Regions from separate parts of the Mus musculus genome. Here regions 1 and 2 are each linked to region 3. The links are chromatin contacts, called in public promoter capture Hi-C maps. All regions are on one chromosome and are shown on one strand. Each heading gives the region's core, a stretch centred on a gene start, on an enhancer-like site or on the middle of the called end of the contact. The rest is flanking DNA. Distances are from core to core; before and after follow the strand shown.

Region 1 (2,700 bases), core at 200-2,699, 1.9 Mb after region 3:
TGTGGCCATCCAACTCAGATTCTACGCTGAAGCAGCAAGCACTTTAAAGACAGAGCTGTCTTCCTGGCCCCGGGCCTATTTTTGCTTTCCTTTGTTTTTACTCTGATTTATTTGTTTACATTGTGTGTTTATGAGTCTCTATGGGGACATGTGACTGTCGGTGTATAGAGCTCAGAAGACAGCTTGCACAACTTGTTTTTTTTAACCTCAAGCTATCATAGTTCTCAAGAGGAAAGGATCAGGAATGGCTTAGTGGCCATTGTTTTATCCAGCTGAACAATCTAGCTGGCCCAACGCTTATCAGACTGTGCACTGTATAATGCATCCTAATCCTGTATTTTAATTGGCTTTCCAATTACTAAGTAACTGCTGGTTTCAGTGGGGTGGTACAGAAGGGTTTCATGTGGGTGCACAACCGGTTATTCTTCTAGATTTTTCATATGTCGCTCTCTACAAGACTACTTCATCCTTTATAAAGCCGGTGTCAGAGAGTCCCACTGTACCGTGAATACACCCTATTTAACAGATTCCTTTAAACATTTTTAATGCTTTTTTAGGGGAAAAAATGTTTGACACTGTCATTGAGGTGCCGAGGCTGCACTGAGGGAATCTAGAAAAGATGTGGGAGCATAGACAGGAGCCTCTGGGCTATAATAAACCAGAGTGGAGCTTGGATAGGACGTAGCTATGTTTCCCATCTTCCTAGTACATGAAATACCTGAGAGTCCATGACAGCCTGGAAGTCTTATTACATCTTTAATAAGATACTTTTTTCCCTCTTCAGGAGTCCAAACTTCCTCCTCCCTAATTACATCTTTAGCTTTTGAAACCCCATCTTAGCTTTACGATCCAAACCAAACCTCACCATGATATAACTTGCCCTGGATGAAAATCAAGTCTCCCTTCCCCAGTCCCGACACTGAGCCTTTTCTTCCAAGGGCTATAAGTACTATGGCACTGTGCTGAAGAGTTTTCTGCCTCCGCCTCCGAGGACCTTACCTAATTTCTCACACATGTGCTAAAATAAAAACAGTCTCCTAGGGGGAAAGCACCTGCAGCCAAGCCTGATGGATGACCTCAGTTCAATCCCTCTGACCGCTCCTGCAAGCGGTTCTCTGGCCTCCACACATGCGCTGTAGAACGCGAGCCGTACACATATGAAACGCCCACACATAGAATTAAAATTACGTGCAAATGACATAATTGTTAGCGAATAAACAGCTCTTTTCTGCTAATACACAGCTGAAAGAGAAGGCAAAGTTCCGTAGGGGGAAGGGGGAATTGTCACCTAGGCGTCCTTGGGTGTAAAATGAGAGCAGTGCATAAGATCAATTAAAAGATGGAAAGCCCTTATATAGTAGAGTCTGGTGGGTGTTAAGCAATGAATAAACGTCTCTGTCAGGATGCAGAGCCCGGCAGGGGGCGTGGCCACCGGAATTACTTTGGTCCACAGTCCCCGCGGTCATGTGATTGCTAAGATGGCGTCGTCCTGTTCGCGGAGGCTGCTAGCTGCCGCTCTGCTGCCTTGGTGCTGCGCCGCCTGGGCCCTGGGGCATCTGGACCCACCTTCACCACCACCGCTGGTGATCTGGCATGGGATGGGTGAGTGGGCGTGGACGGGGGCATCCTTTTCCCCCCTCGGTTCTTAAATCTGGAAAGACGATAGGGATTCCACAGCACCCGCCTAGTCCAAGGTTTTCGGATTTGTTGCTCTGCACGGAAGGGACGACAACCAGGTGTCTTTAGTGAGTGCTCAGTGAGTATTGTGCACGGCTTGGTTTATGCTTTGTTAAAATCCTGGCAGCAGTAGCATCAGCCTGCAGTATCTCACAGTCAGTCCAGCCTGCCCCTGCAGAGCTGGACTGCACACTCAGGCTTTCATTCCTTCACATCTGAATAGAGATCTACCAGGGGCCTTCATGTCCTTTATACAGTTACCTCAGAGCACCTGCTATACCTGAGCATGAAGCATTCTCATCTTTCTGGAACTTGCTGTCCAGTGGGGGAAACGTATTATAAGGAAATACGGGAAACTTGTCAAATGGCCAGGAGTGCAGTGAAAACAGAAGATAGAGCCTCAGGTGTGAGCTTGTGCTTCTACGGAGCAAGTTAGAACAGGAAACGGGATTCACCCAAGAGTGACAACTGAGTAGAGCTTAAGAGGATGCAGCACCATGGAGGGAGCAACTGGCCAGATCCTCCCTCCCGCCCCACCCCCCCGGAGCTCCCAGGGATTGGACCACCAACTAAAGAGTACACATGGAGGGACCCATGGCTCCAGCTGCCTATGTGGCAGAGGATGGACTTGGACATCAGTAGGAGGAGAGGCCCTTGAACCTGAGAATGTTCGATGCCCCAGTGTAGGGGAATGCCAGGGAGGGAAGACAGGAGTGGGTGGGTGGGGAACACCCTCATAGAGTCAGGGGGAGGGGGGATTGGATAGGGGGGTTCCGATGGGGAGACCTGGAAAGGGGAAAACATTTAAATGTAAATAAAGAAAATATCCAATAAAAAAAATAAAAGAAGGAAAAAAGAGAAGAAAAAAAGGAGGACGAGGGAAGATGCCATAGGGACATGTGGTCACAGGAGCAGCAGGTGCAAAGGCCCTGAGCTTGGCAGACTAGCATGCAGAGCAGTGTAGCAGGAGCAGCGGGAGCAAGGGAATAAGAGGGTGGACAAGTATGCTGGGGCTTTTAAGAT
Region 2 (2,700 bases), core at 171-2,670, 2.0 Mb after region 3:
CAACCACATGGTGGCTCACAACCATCTGTAATGGCATCTGATTCTCTCTTCTGGTGTGTCTGAAGAGAGCAATGGTGTATTCATGTACATAAAATAAATAATAAATCTAAAAATATTCATCTGAATTGATAGTTTCCTTTTTTTAAGAAATCAGTCTGACCAATGTGGTGGTATATTCCTTTAATCCCAACACAAGGAGGCAGAGGTGAGTTTGAGGCCAGCCTGGTCTACATATGGAGTTCTAGTCCAACCAGGGCTACATAACAAGACCTTGTCTCAAAAACAAAACAACAACAACAAGCTCCCAAAACAAAACAGCAGCAGCAACAACAACAACAACAAAAAATCAATCTGTGCTTGATTAGGTTTTAACTGTTTATGTAGAAGCTCAGTTGTATGCTTGAGAAAAAAATCCAAGGGTCAGAGGAGGCACCAAAGAACAAATTCATCAAAAGGACTGACTTGAAAAGGCAAGGAGAGAGAGAGCCACAGGGACCATACTACACAGCAGGAAGACACTGTTCACATCGCAGTCCACACAAACCACAGTTCCTAGAGGTTTGTATACTGCATGCTATTGCTATTACGGTGTCTGTGTGTATGAAGTATGTTGGTGCCACTGTGCATGTGTGGAGACCAGAGGACAAGTTTCTGGAATCCACCACTGGTTAAGTCCAGGGATCAAACTCAGGCCCCTCTGGCTTCCAGAGCAAACGCTTTTACTTGAGCCCTCTTGCCTGCCTGTAGCACCCATCTTATAAAGCCACACCTTAGGGAGTAGTTCTGAGTTCAATGTGTCAGAAACTCCTGGCATCTTCCCAGAAAGCTTTCCTAACTTTGCACACTGTGGAGGCATGCTGGGGAGAAAATTGCCAATGAAGGTGTATTGAAAAATCTTGATCATTGCAATTTCACTCACTTCTGCCCCCTCCTCTTTGCTTTGGTATTCTCCCCGCTGAGCTAATGTCAAAGGAGTTCCCTGGCTACCAGTAACAGGAACCAGCTCTGACAAATTTAAGAAGGGGCATAAAGCTGATCGTGGTGGCTCATGCCCTCTAATCCCTTCATACTTGGGCTAGCTAGCAAGATCTTATGTCAAAATTTAAAATATTTATTGAAAGAAAAAACGTGAAAGATTCATAGACTCGGTACAATCCGGAAAAACTTGCAACCAGAGCAGTCGAGTGTTATATTAAAATATACAGGGTCGTGCTGGTTCCAGATATGCAGATTACAGACAAATCTCTTAATACCGCTACCTACCCTGGCGTTAATCAGCTCCGCGTGGTTTTTGCCCTTTCGTCTCCCACTATTTTTTTTTCCCAAGAGGAAGCACTCCCAATCGGCTTTGTTGTGATGGGATGTCATCCTCTGACAAGAGGGGCTTTGAACCGTGACTGACAGCCCCACGGAGACAGTGTGCAGTGTGGGAAGGGCCTTCTCCAAAAGAAAGAGATAGAACGCTGATAGAGGAAAACAACAGATGTCCTCCGCATTCCAACTGCGGGTTGCCAAGCAACATCTTCCCACGTTTTAAAATACCATATACAAGTTTTAAAATGCTTCTGTCTAACATAATATGATTATTTCAAAGGCAAACAAAAGACACACTCAGCTCCTTCCAAAAAGACACAACCCGTGTCCAGCAATGGCATCCATCCCCAACCCCCACACACCCTGGGTCCCGTCATGATCCTCCTCCATCCCCGATCCCCACACACCCTGGGTTCCATCATGATCCTCCTCCTTAGAAATCTGTGGACAGACAACAAATTTAACCAACACACACACACACACACACACACACTATACACAACACACATAATTCTAAGATGAGAGAGGGATAATTACCTTTTTGGGGAGTGGTAGGGGACCTCGAGACAGGGTTTCTCTGTGTGGCCCTGACTGTTTTGGAGCTCGCTCCATAAACCAGGCTGGCCTCAAACTCAGAGATACACCTGCCTCTGTCTCCCAAGTGCTGGGATTAATGATGTCCACCACCGAGCTAACTGCCTTGTAAATATATATATATATAACTTTATGCATAGTATTATATGTAACTTACACTTCTACAAAAAAAAATGATACATAAAAGAAACGGTATGCTCCCCACTTACAGTCAGTCTTACCCCTAATATGTGTAGGTTTCATATGGTTGGTTGGTTGGTTGTTTAGTTCGGAGTTTGGATTTGTTTTCTTTTGTTTTGACCTGGGAAGGATGGGGGGGGGGTCTTTTTGGTGGAGGTAGGGGCTGGCCTGGAACTTTGTATGTAGACCAGACTGGCCTTGAACTCACAGAGATCCTCCTGATTCTGTCTCCAGATTACTGGAATTAAACACGTGTGCCACCACACCTGACTTTATTTTCGTTTTATGTTTTTGTTTGCTTGTTTGTTTTGTTGAAATTATACGATACCAGCGAAGGGGAATTGTTATCATATGTGCAGTGCTTATACAGGCCAGAAGAGGGCAGCAGATCCCTTGGAGCTGGAGTTACAAGTGGTTGCAAAGCTCCCTTCTCCCCCTCGTGTGGGTGCTAGGAACCTTACTTAGATCCTCTGGAAGAGCAACAAGCACTCTTGGCTATTGGGGTATCTCTCTAACCCCTCACCCTGGCATAATTCGGTCCTCCCATCCCCAGTCCATGCCATCTGGCCATTGGCTGGCCAGCACCTTATTTGGTTTAGTGTTTTGCCAGGT
Region 3 (2,700 bases), core at 155-2,654:
TTATTCTCAAGCTGCTGAGATTAAAGGCTATACCACCACTGCCTGGCAGACTTTTGACTTCTTTTTTTTTTTATTTTTTTTTTTTATTTTTAAAGATTTATTTATTTATTTATTATATATAAGTACACTGTAGCTGTCTTCAGACACACCAGAAGAGGGCATCAGATCTCATTACAGATGGTTGTGAGCCACCATGTGGTTGCTGGGATTTGAACTCCGGACCTCTAAAAGAGCAGTCAGTGCTCTTAACCTCTGAGCCATCTCTCCAGCCCCCTTGACTTCTTAAAGATATAGAAATATCTACTAATATTCATATTAAATATTTTATATATGAATATATGTTTTAAAAGTTTTAAAACAGATAAAGCTGAAAATTATTAGGTGAAAAATTAAATGAGATAGATGTTCAGAAAATACCAGATCGGCATCAAGAGTCTAGGGATCCTGAAGATACAGATTTTGAATCTAATCTTGAAACGTCCAGTAGAATTTGCTGGTATGCTATTTGTTTGTTTGTTTCTTTCTTTCTTTATTTTCTGGTTTTTCGAGACAGGGTTTCTCTGTGTAGCCCTGGCTGTCCTGGAACTCACTCTAGACCAGGCTGGCCTCGAACTCAGAAATCCGCCTGCCTCTGCCTCCTGAGTGCTGGGATTAAAGGCGTGCACCACCACGCCCGGTTCTGCTATTTGTTTCTTGAATAATCTTGGGCACATTTCAAAAATTCTCTGATGAGACTGGCACATCTTTAAAATGTATACTGGTAAGCTAATCCTTCAATGCCCACAGAGCTAAAACAGTACAGATATTAACTAACACACAATAAATGTGGCTTTCCTTCCAAAGGCATTGATGGGTCTACTATGTATCTATTTGCTCTGAAAAGTTCAGGAGAGAGGCAACTCGTACTCACCTGGGCCTTAGTTGATTTCCCTCCTCACAGGGAAGAGCATGTATTAAAACGAGGGGAGATGGGGAGGCACCTTGCTATGATGGAATGTGGACTTCTGTTCTCTTCACCTGACCACTCCTTCACATTATGGTGTTTCCACTTGAGTCACACTGCTAGGGCAGCTGCGTGTCATAAATCCTCCTAACACTGGCCTCTCCAAGGGTAAGGTCTCCAGGCGGTAAGTTCTGCTCTCCAGGTTCCCAGCCGCAGCCTGAGGTCGGAGGCCCTGCCTTGCTGATGGCTTCCGGCTGCCTGCTGCTGCCTTCATCCTCTGCGTCCTGACTCGTTACAGGCCTTCCACGCAGGCAGGCGTGTGCTTTCCACTCAGCCCCCAGCCCCAGTCCCCCTGGTGTGCCCAAGCGCAAAGACTCAATCGCGGGCCCAAAATGCACAGAACAAAAACCCGAATGAGGGGCGTGCCTGAAAGGGGCAGCCCCTTAGCTCTTCACCCCTGTCCCAGAATTCCCGGCGGCGGTTGGAGGCCCGCCCCTTTTCATGTCACACCCCTCCCCACCCACCAGGCCCCTGGTTCTCGCGACACTGGGGCTGAGTGGGCGTCTGCAGTCCGCTGTATTTCCTTATCCACCAGTGCCTAGTGCAGGCTGTTACCGTCTCGTTCTCTTACGCCCGCCCGGTGAGAGGACGGTCATGGTGGTCGTCTCGCTGTCCCCAGTGCAGCTGGCCTCTGACACCCTTGGAGCCCGAATCCGGATCTTAGCACCTGACATCAGCTTTCCCAGCTTAGTGAACAATCATGAACTCAAGCTTCAAAGACGCTGGCAGTTGTCAGTGTCTTATTTTATTTTATTTATTTCTTATCCTTTTTATTGGCCTCCAATTTGGGTTACTCCTGCCTCTGCTTTTTCGGTGCTGGAATTACAAGCCATTGTGCCCTTATGCCCAGATTCTTTTTAAAGATTAAAAAAAATGTTTTGTTTTTTCCTTTATGTGTATGAATGTTTTCCCTGCATGCATGTCTGTGGTTCATATCTTCTTGGTGCCCTCGGGAGCCAGAAGAGGGCCTCAGAGTTACAGAAGGGTTGAGTCACATGGGCACAGAGAAACAAACTAAGGTCCTCTGTAAGAGCAGCTAGTGCTCTTAACCTCTGAGCCTTTGAAAAATACTTCCCAGCATCTATGGTGACCCACACCAAAAATCTCAGCGCTGGGACTCTAGACTTGAGTCTAAAGTCCAGAAGGATAAAGCCTAGCTGTTAGGTTCATTTAGTTAATTCAGTCACCAGTTTAAGGGGTTCACCAGAATCAGGGTTTTATAAAGTGTATTGTATCAGGGGGAGGATGAACAGATTCCAAACAAGGAACTTGCGTAGGAAAAAAAAAAAAAAAAAAAAGAGGAAATTTCCAAATGTGGAGTAAAACCCATGAAATACTATCTTCAATCACAGTGGGAGCAAAGATAAAAGAGAAGCACTTGTGCCCCTCCCTTTGGCAGTATGGAAGCAGTAGAACCCCCCCCCCCACCCCCCCACCCCCCCCCCCCCCCCCGCCACCCACCATTCAGAGGAGAACTTACCTCCCAGGAAGAGACTTCATAGGATCCTTACAGCTTGTCAGACCACTCTGCAGAAGACACAAGCTGAGACAACTGTGGACAGGACTGTTCCTTGATCTGCTTAGTTGTACATCCCTCTTGCTTTGTTTAAACCTAAACCACATGTCAGAACCCCAAAGACAGTCTTGGAAATCATTAGGCCTCTGTGTTTGTTCCTCTTTCCAAAGTGACCTCATCG

What was found. Promoter capture Hi-C pulls out the DNA fragments that hold promoters and counts their contacts.
Region 1: a contact with region 3 is called in a promoter capture Hi-C map of second pharyngeal arch cranial neural crest. The contact joins the promoter of Ppt1 here to the promoter of Exo5 in region 3. A contact is called at or near these places in 16 of 39 promoter capture datasets (the 3T3-L1 cell line, 3T3-L1-derived adipocytes, the C10 cell line and 11 more), 4 of 115 datasets of contacts at active chromatin or transcription factors (astrocytes, embryonic stem cells, large pre-B cells and 1 more) and 1 of 9 other capture datasets (embryonic stem cells).
Region 2: a contact with region 3 is called in a promoter capture Hi-C map of hippocampal neurons, with 4 times the contacts expected there. The contact joins the enhancer-like site here to the promoter of Exo5 in region 3. A contact is called at or near these places in 7 of 39 promoter capture datasets (the HPC-7 cell line, cranial neural crest, frontonasal cranial neural crest and 4 more), 1 of 484 Hi-C or Micro-C datasets (B cells) and 1 of 115 datasets of contacts at active chromatin or transcription factors (large pre-B cells).

Annotation. Positions count from the first base shown.
Region 1 is chr4:122,834,778-122,837,477 of GRCm38.p6, forward strand. It overlaps Ppt1 (palmitoyl-protein thioesterase 1), which reads left to right and starts at 1,450. Exons shown (of 9, transcript NM_008917.3): 1 at 1,450-1,602. The coding sequence starts at 1,479.
Region 2 is chr4:122,908,286-122,910,985 of GRCm38.p6, forward strand. No RefSeq gene overlaps it. Among named protein-coding and RNA genes, the nearest start is that of Cap1, 24 kb to the left of the region's middle. Within about 2 kb of position 1,421, at least 30 of the 459 cell types and tissues checked have an H3K27ac peak or open chromatin away from gene starts, as enhancers often do. A contact at or near this core is called in hippocampal neurons, where this site is marked.
Region 3 is chr4:120,923,601-120,926,300 of GRCm38.p6, forward strand. Exo5 (exonuclease 5) reads right to left here and starts at 1,405. Exons shown (of 2, transcript NM_028457.2): 1 at 911-1,405.